Regions from separate parts of the Mus musculus genome. Here region 1 is linked to region 2. A link is a contact called in public promoter capture Hi-C data. All regions are on one chromosome and are shown on one strand. The core of a region is the stretch at or near the end of the contact, and the rest is flanking DNA. Distances in the headings are between cores, read along the strand shown.

What was found. Promoter capture Hi-C pulls out the DNA fragments that hold promoters and counts their contacts.
Region 1: a promoter capture Hi-C map of hippocampal neurons shows a contact between it and region 2, with 4 times the contacts expected there. The contact joins two enhancer-like sites. A contact is called at or near these places in 13 of 39 promoter capture datasets (the 3T3-L1 cell line, 3T3-L1-derived adipocytes, the HPC-7 cell line and 8 more), 2 of 15 datasets of contacts at CTCF or cohesin (both in embryonic stem cells), 17 of 484 Hi-C or Micro-C datasets (the 63-12 cell line, the HPC-5 cell line, the HPC-7 cell line and 9 more) and 6 of 115 datasets of contacts at active chromatin or transcription factors (the NIH/3T3 cell line, embryonic basal ganglia, embryonic stem cells and 3 more).

Annotation. Positions count from the first base shown.
Region 1 is chr17:26,859,430-26,863,335 of GRCm38.p6, reverse strand. It overlaps Gm17382 (predicted gene, 17382), which reads left to right. Exons shown (of 3, transcript NR_168075.1): 3 at 1,745-3,159. Among named protein-coding and RNA genes, the nearest start is that of Nkx2-5, 20 kb to the right of the region's middle. Within about 2 kb of position 2,220, at least 34 of the 459 cell types and tissues checked have an H3K27ac peak or open chromatin away from gene starts, as enhancers often do.
Region 2 is chr17:26,464,943-26,469,162 of GRCm38.p6, reverse strand. Gm34455 (a long non-coding RNA gene) reads left to right here. Exons shown (of 3, transcript XR_876694.2): 3 at 1-1,509. Among named protein-coding and RNA genes, the nearest start is that of Gm34455, 37 kb to the left of the region's middle. Within about 2 kb of position 2,307, at least 55 of the 459 cell types and tissues checked have an H3K27ac peak or open chromatin away from gene starts, as enhancers often do.

The sequences.
Region 1 (3,906 bases), core at 971-3,470, 390 kb before region 2:
CTAGTTTATGACATGGGGTCCTTCCCACAGGATTGCTTGGGTACCCTAGAAGGTGACAGCCAGTTGTTCCCAGTGAGCCATCAAAAGAGGGCAAAGTGGAAGCCACAGTGTCTTCATTCCTTGGGCTCTGATGTCATTTTTTATAGACGTTCTACAACGTCCATTGGCTGCCAGGTCAGCCCTATGCATTGTGGGATGGCATTGAGAGCACAGTTCTTCTCCAGTGGTTTTGATCCTTTCAGAAAAGCAAGGAACTGAAGCTAGTAGGCACCATTTTGGAACTGGCTACCACTATGGGTCAAAAGTGAACCAAAATAACCACGAATGAAGTCAAATAACTATGCTGAAGAAAAGTCTAAAACCATAGAAAAAAGATGACTGAGGAAGGAATAAGGCATACAATCTATGACAGGGTCACTGACAACTGTCACTCATCAAAGGCCTCCTTTGTTGTACATGTCCAGGTTAGCTTATGTCAACTTTATATTCGCTAGAGTCATTTGGGAAGAGGGACTTTCAATTAAGAAAATGCCAGACCTGTAGACAAGCCTGTAGGGCATTTTGTTATGTAGTGACTGATGTGGGAGGGCCCAGCCCATTGTGGGCGGGGCCACACCTGGGCTGGTGATCCTGGGTTCCATAAGAAAGAGGCTGAGCAAGCCACAGAGAGCAATCAAGTAAGCAGCATCCCTCCATGGCCTCTGCATCAGCTCCTGCCTCCAGGGTTCTGCCCTGTTTGAGCTCCTGCCCTCAAAAGACTATGATGTGGAACTGTAAGTTGTAATAAACCTTTCCTTTTCCAAGTTGCTTTAGGTTATGATGTTTTCTCACAGCAATAGAAACCTTAACTAAAACAATAGACAAGGGGATGGAGATGGCTCAGAGGTTAAGAGCACTGGTTGTTCTTACAGAGGACCCTGGTTCAATTCCCAGCACCCATATCGCAGCTCACAACCATCTGTAACTCCAGTTCCAAAGGATCTGGTAGCTCACACACAGTGGAGCCACCCTCTCCCCGCTGCTGCCCCAACAAAGAGCCTGAAAGCCCCAGGCTGCCCCTGAGCTTCACTGAGGCACCAGACTGAAGAATGACAACTGGCTCCCAAGCTCCAAGGCAGAAGGGGTGCCAGCCCCTCAGTGTGTACAATCCGTGCAAGCAAGATGAATTCGACCTCGAATTCTACCTCCAACAAAGCCACACAGACCAACCAAAGTGGCTCAGCAACTTTAAATATTCACCATCTCCAGGTCAGGCACCAATCAGCAACACTATGGTAATGTATACTGATGCTTCCCCAGGCAAGAGTTTGTGAGCAGCAGCCAGTGTTGGGGACACCCTGGCCGAGACACCAGACAGAGAGTTTAAACACAGGATAGCAGAAGTCAGAGGGATCCAGAGCCTTTTCCACTCTTGGTACTTCTGTTTGAATGTATCAAGAGGCTGCATAAACATATTATTTACAGTACAGATTCTGTTGTCTTGAGAATTGAATCTGAGTGTACTGGATGACAGCTAATAGTTCTTCTAACTTTAAGCTTCTTAGGTTCTGTCTGTTAAGTGTGGGAGAGTCCAGGGCACTACTGGCGCCTAAAGCAATCACCATTCTCACACTTAAGCTGGCTTCCTAGCACAAATCGTTTCCTGCATAAACAGCCCAGCACCTCCCGATGAAAACTTTCCATTTGTCTCCTTAGTCTTGGGCGGGGCTGGGGGAGTTACTGACCTTTTATTCCTTGTTGCTAGGAGAAAACGGTGATGACATCTTTTTGGCTGGATGGAACTGATGGAAGATTTATGGAGCAGCTGAGGACTGTCAGAGCCAGACCCAGCAGATTTCCTAAGAGAATGACCATGGCCTTTTCATCAGCGAGCACACTGCCTTCTGAAATGGTCTAACATGAGAGAGAGAGAGAGAGAGAGAGAGAGAGAGAGAGAGAGAGAGAGAGAGAGAGAGAGAGAGAGAGAGAAGGAGAGGGAGAGGGAGAGGGAGAGGGAGAGAGGGAGAGAGAGAGAGAGCCCTATCTAACCAGCCATCAGTGAGGTTATCCCTGTACCCCACAGCTGCTGCCACCCAATCTGAAGGTTCCCGCTTCTGCTCTTGAAGTATTTATTGTATGTGACCACACAGAAGTCCTAGCTGTCACCCACCGTCAAACCCCCTAGCCCCAGTCTGGGACCCAGAGCCCTCCAGGAGTGGGAAACTTCATCCTATACCTTCTCAGTCACAGGGATTTCAGAAATTAGTCACAGGAAGCAGGGAGGCCGAGAGTGGAGGCTTCCAAGAGGAGCCAGTAACAGGATCTGGGATCTTTCACCCCAGGTCACAGAAGCTTAGACTGTCCCCAAGGTAGAGATGAGTGGTCAAGGATGGAACCGGCCTTCCCAAGGCTTCTGCCAGCAGCAAGAGCTTTGGGGAGATGGAACCTATAGCCAGGCAGTCGTCCCCTCACTGACTGCTCTCTCCCGTATCTCAAATGTCTGTCCTAATACTCTCAACTCTGAGAGACAACAAGGGGTTGACTGGAGCCCAGAACCCAGCATGTATCTGAAACAAAGTCTTGACCTGACTTCCAGCCCTCCCCTCATGAATGAACACTGTTGCATCTCAGAGTACTCTCAGACATCCCAGAATTGTCACTCACAGACATCTCATGTGGACAGACAGTAAATGATAATCATTCTGAAGGTATGGAAAAGTTGTGGGGTGGTAGAGGCAGAAGGCACTGGGTTCAATCCTCTATATGGAGAGAAAGATGATAGATAGATAGATAGATAGATAGATAGATAGATAGATAGATAGATGATAGATAGATAGACAGACAGATAAATAGATAGATCAGAGACACACACTAAATATCTACCAACAGAAAATAGTTTAGGGCTGGTGAGATAGCTCAGCAGTTAAGAGCACTGACTGCTTTTCCAAAGGTCCCAAGTTCAAATCCCAGTCACCACATGGTAGCTCACAACCCTCTATAAGGAGATCTGATGCCCTCTTCTGGAGTATCTGAAAACAGTTACAGTGTAGTTACATATAATAAATATATCTTAAAAAAAAACAAAATAGTTTAATAAGTTCTGGTTTATGGATAGGGAATACCATGCATCCATTTTTAAAAAATTGATGTATGCTCAATAAATGTAGCAGTCACCCCTCATCAAAGAAGCCTTTCTTCATAGCAAATGGAAACCAGCAGACAACCACAACTGGACACTGCAGAAATCAGCAGATTGTGGGAGCCATGCCCCAGTGGATACATTATATCACAGCTCCCGAGTCTGTGCTTAGGGGAGCATTATGGGAGAGGGGGCAGAGAGGGTAAAAGCCAGAATATGAGGAAGCCTGCTGTGGAGCAGTCTGCCCTAGAGATGGCTGCATGAAGAAGACCTGAACAATGTCAATACCAGTGAGCACGTTAACAGGGAAGGGGAAATTCCACAGGGTCTTATCCTTAGACAAAGAACTATAGGCACCTAATGCCTGCTGGGAGAAGCATTTTCCCCTTCAAGAGACGAGCCCCTTATTGGTTGTCCAGCGTAAAATGGTAGCCTTGATACACACCAAGACTCAGCAGGTTGTGCTTTTATTTATATATTTGTGCATACACGTATTACATACACACAAGCATATGTGAGTAGCAATAATAATCAAAGAAAAACAGGCTTATCAATACTGATTAAAGAAAAAAAGGCTATCAGGCTCGAGGAAGACATAGGAATGATTCACGAGAAGGTATCTGGGAGCAGAGGGAGGAAACGGAGAGGAGAAAGTGATGTCATTCTATTTCAACTAAAAATAAGGGGCTGGAGAGATGGCTCAGGGATTAAAGAGTACTGGCTGCTCTTCCAGAGGTCCTGAGTTCAACTTCCACCAGCCACATGGCTGCTCACAACTGTCAGTAACC
Region 2 (4,220 bases), core at 1,058-3,557:
AGTCCCCGTAAAAGAGCTCCCCTGTTTTCTGCTTAGGGACTCTTAGGTGAGTACCTTTCCTTCTGGAAGTGTTAGCTTCCTCACCCACACCGAGTTCCACCTGCTTTAAGGACCACAGTGAGGCTCAAGAATGGCCCAGCAAGTGACAGTCCTTTGGGTTGTGCCCAAACCTTGCTTGTGCAAGAGTGGTGTCTGTCCCCATTTTCCTATGTTCCCCAATAGTTCCTGGCTGAGTCAGACCCTCACACACTTTGCCACCTTGCTCAGAGCTCCGGGGACTCCACCCTCCCTATACCCTAGAAGATGTTCCAGGTCACGTTCTAGGGCTCACTCATCTCTATTTTGTGCACAAGAGATATCTCTAAGCCTGCTGATGCCATGTCCCCAGCACTAATGCTACCCATGACCCAGATGGCCCCACTCTGGAGGACTTGGCCTAGGTCACAGCTGCCATTTTTTTTCTCTGACCTTCTTCCTGCAGGTCAAGGTCCTGGCACAGGCTCAAGCAAAGGTCTCCAGTCCACAGAGCTCTTTCTCTACACATGCAGCTCTGGGTACGAATGAATACATGTTATCAGTGTGGTAGGCAGGGGCCATATAAAGGTTGATTCATGAGGCTGAGACCTTCGTGGGGTTCAGGTGCAGTCTGGTGGGGGAGACAGACACAATGTGGTGACCTTAGGTGTTAGTCACACAGAGAGCCATCCAGGGAGAGGCAACAGGGTTGGTGTGATGTGGTGTGGTGTGGTGGCAGCGGTGGGAGAGGGTAGAGCATTGCTACGGAAACGTGGAGTGCCAGGGGAGGGTTGTGAGAATAAGACTTGCTGGCTGACCTCAAGGGACCCTAAGGAGCTTCAGCGGGATGGCTGCAGGGCCCGAGGAAGGAAAGGCCCTCCGGGTGGCTCTGAGGTATCTAGGGCACAGGGTGCTAGCTACCTCCATGGGGAAGCCTCAGGTACAAGGCTCAGGTCTGCTATTCTTCATGACCCTAGGCGTGTTCCTTCCTTCTGAGACTCCCATTTCATCCCTTCATCTACATAAAGTAGCCGCTACGGCACAACAGAGTACCTGCACTCTGCACAGGCTAAACTCTGTCTTTTCTTTCTTTCTTTTCCTGGTTGCTTATGGTCCCTGATTTGGCTGAGGGTCCTAGTTTCTTCGTCTGAGAACCCAGGAACTGCTTCTCTGTGTTTGTGGCTATATGGGCTGTGGCAAGCTGATGCACCCTTTAGTCGGCATCTTGGAAAAGCATGGCACCAGCCTCCTTGGATTCCCAAGACATCCCTGGCTGCCCAAGGGCCTTTGAGGATTGCACCTCTGTGTGGATTCCCTTGTCCTTGGCCACTTCCCTGCCTCCTCCATGCCTCCCGCTGGTCACCCTGTCATATCACCAGACGGATGCTTGCCAGGGCCTGTGAAGAAGTTCCTGAAGAAGTTCCTTTCTGGGCTGTCAGATGGCTCAGTGGGTAAGAGCACCTGACTGCTCTTCTGAAGGTCCAGAGTTCAAATCCCAGCAACCACAGGTGGCTCACAACCATCTGTAACAAAATCTGACTCCCTCTTCTGGAGTGTCTGACAGTGTACTTACATATAATAAATAAATAAATTTAAAAAAAGAATTAAAAAAAAGAAGTTCCTTTCTTCCTTTATTATTGACTGTTTTCCCACCATCACTTGAACACTCCAAAAGACTCCTCTTGTGTGCTGCATACTGGCCCTGGAAAAGAACCTGTGTGGGCTGGAGAGATGGCTCAATAGTTAACAGCATTGACTGCTCTTCCAGAGGTCCTAAGTTCAATTCCCAGCAACCACATGGTGGCTCACAACCATCTGTAACCAGATCTGATGCCCTCTTCTGGAGTGTCTGAAGACAGCTACCATGTACTCATATATAAAATATAAAAATAAAGTAAAATTGTTTAAAAAAGAAAAGAACCTGTGAACTGTTCCTGTAATTCACACAAAGAGGAAGAAAAGCAGGAAGAGGGTGGAGAAAGTGAGAGAGCCCTGGATGCAGAGGGCTGTGGAGAGCCAGGCAGGGCGGCGGGAGGAGGGGTCTCCAGGGTAAGGCTCCCTCTGCTTCTTCCCACAGGGCTGGCCCGCAGCCTTGCTAGGAGCAAGGGCCTATGGGATTAGTGGGCAGGAAATTCTCCAGGAGCATCAACTTCTAAATCTAGTTCCTCACCACCAATGGCATGAAACTCTGTAAGGGCTTGGGGGTGTAGCTCAGGGTGGAACGGGGTGGGGTGGGGGGATTGCTAACAAAATCTATAAAGCATTTGAGAGCAAAAGTCTGTGTGCCAACAAGGGACTGATGCTGCCACCTGCTGGACACCCAAGGAAGGGGCTCTCAGGATCATTCATGGACCCTTCCCTGGGTCTGGATGCCAGTTTATTGATGCTTTGTGAGATGTACTAGGGTCTTTAAAGATGTGATGTCTTCATCAGTAACTGGGGGAGGGGGGGCTCCCGAATTTTGTAGCATACCGGGGAACTCAGGCTCAGGGGAAAGATGGGTATGGACCAGGTTGCAAGTTTTTGGGGGCAGCCAACCTCGAGTCTAATCCAGGCTCCAAAATGGGGCTAAGTGATGTCCTAGAGGAAAATGAGAGAAAATGGAGGAGGGCAGACAGCCCAGTGAGGGCCCAGCTGGCCCCATGGCGGCCCCACTCCTGGTCCTTCCCTCCCAGGTGCTTGCTGTAGGGGGCTCTGCCTTCCTAGGGGGGGGGTTCATGGACCCTGTGTCAGTCCTCCATGCCAGCTCTCCTTCAGTACCAAGCTTGGAAATTCAGTCTCATAGGGTGAAGAACCTTGACAGTGCCTTTCCAGGCATGTGGGACAGAGGACACCAGGACTCCAGCTTTGGATTCCAAGCAGTCTATTATAGAAAGGAGGCCAGACTTGAGCCAAGTTCCTACAGCCTATGTGGACACATTTGAAACCAGAGGGTCAGGCTGGAGAGTGGACCAGGAGACCTTCTATGGGGTAGAGGTGGGGAGGGGTCCCTGAAACATCTGCTGGGGTCAAGGGCATGACCTAATACTATTAGGGCATGCTTCCAATGGAAGGCACATTCCTGATGCTAGTGAGGCCTGTGCTCTCCGTTGGACTCTGCTGGTCCCCGGCTCCATGAGCTTAGGCTGTCCCTTGGCCTGCTTATCACGCCATACAATGTGGTCAATAGTATTTCTAATTTCTCTAGGCTCAGCCAAGAATCAAGATCAAATGTGCATAGAGCCTCAGGCACGTAGTAGGCCCTCCAAGCATGGGGCATGAAGGGCCCTACCAGTACTCAATAGTTGCCTCAATGCCTCTTCAAAGCTGAAAAGCAGGCCTTGTGTTGTGATGCTGCTGTATAACAAGGGAAACTGAGTCACTAGACCAGGAAGTGCCTGAGTCCAGGCTTCAGCCTGAGTCACAGCATAAATGCTGGACAAACTCCTCCTCACCACCCCTGGAAATACTTCATGCTCTGTGACTGGCTTCCTCTCCTTCCCTGCCTTGCCAGCCAGGTAGATGGTGGCAGGAGCTGAAGGAAGCGAGGGCATGCTTCACCCCAGGAGGGGCTTGGATCTTTCTTGAAGGCAAGGTTCTCCTGTGGCTCTTTCAGTGAGGAGAAGGCTCACGGTTGAGGGAGGGCTTCTCTCAGACCTGATGGGTACCCTTGCTCCATTAGCATTGCCGTTCCCTTATACACACGGGACTGAGACTTGCAACGTGTTTGCCCAGGTCCTACAGCTGTGTTGTGGCAGGACACGAGTTCACCCCTGCAGCACCCCACAGAGAAAGCTGAGTGGGCTGTCACAGGTCACCTCAGCTCCCTCAGAGCAGGCTAGCTCAGAAGCTCAGCAGGAAGCCCTTCCCATCCCATCTCTTCAGAACTGGGACAAGTTTTGACGTCAGCACATCCACATTCTTGCCCTCTAGCCCTGGGTGGGGTTGTTGATTTCCTCCCTCCAATGTTGGTATCACAAACAGGAAGCTGGGTCATGTGGGCAGGCCTGGGCTGAGGGCTCACGGGGGACAGGGTCACGCTTCCCGCCAGCTCTACATTTCTAGCAGGCGGTCTATGCTTCTGAGAGGTTGGGAGTCTCTGTTCTAATGTGACAGAGGGCCATACTGTCTCCAGAGCTACTCGGAGGGTTTCAATGACCACGCTACCTGCCTTGGTCCCCAGAGTGCTTACACTGGCCATGGTACGTAGCTTCCTGCTTCTGCTC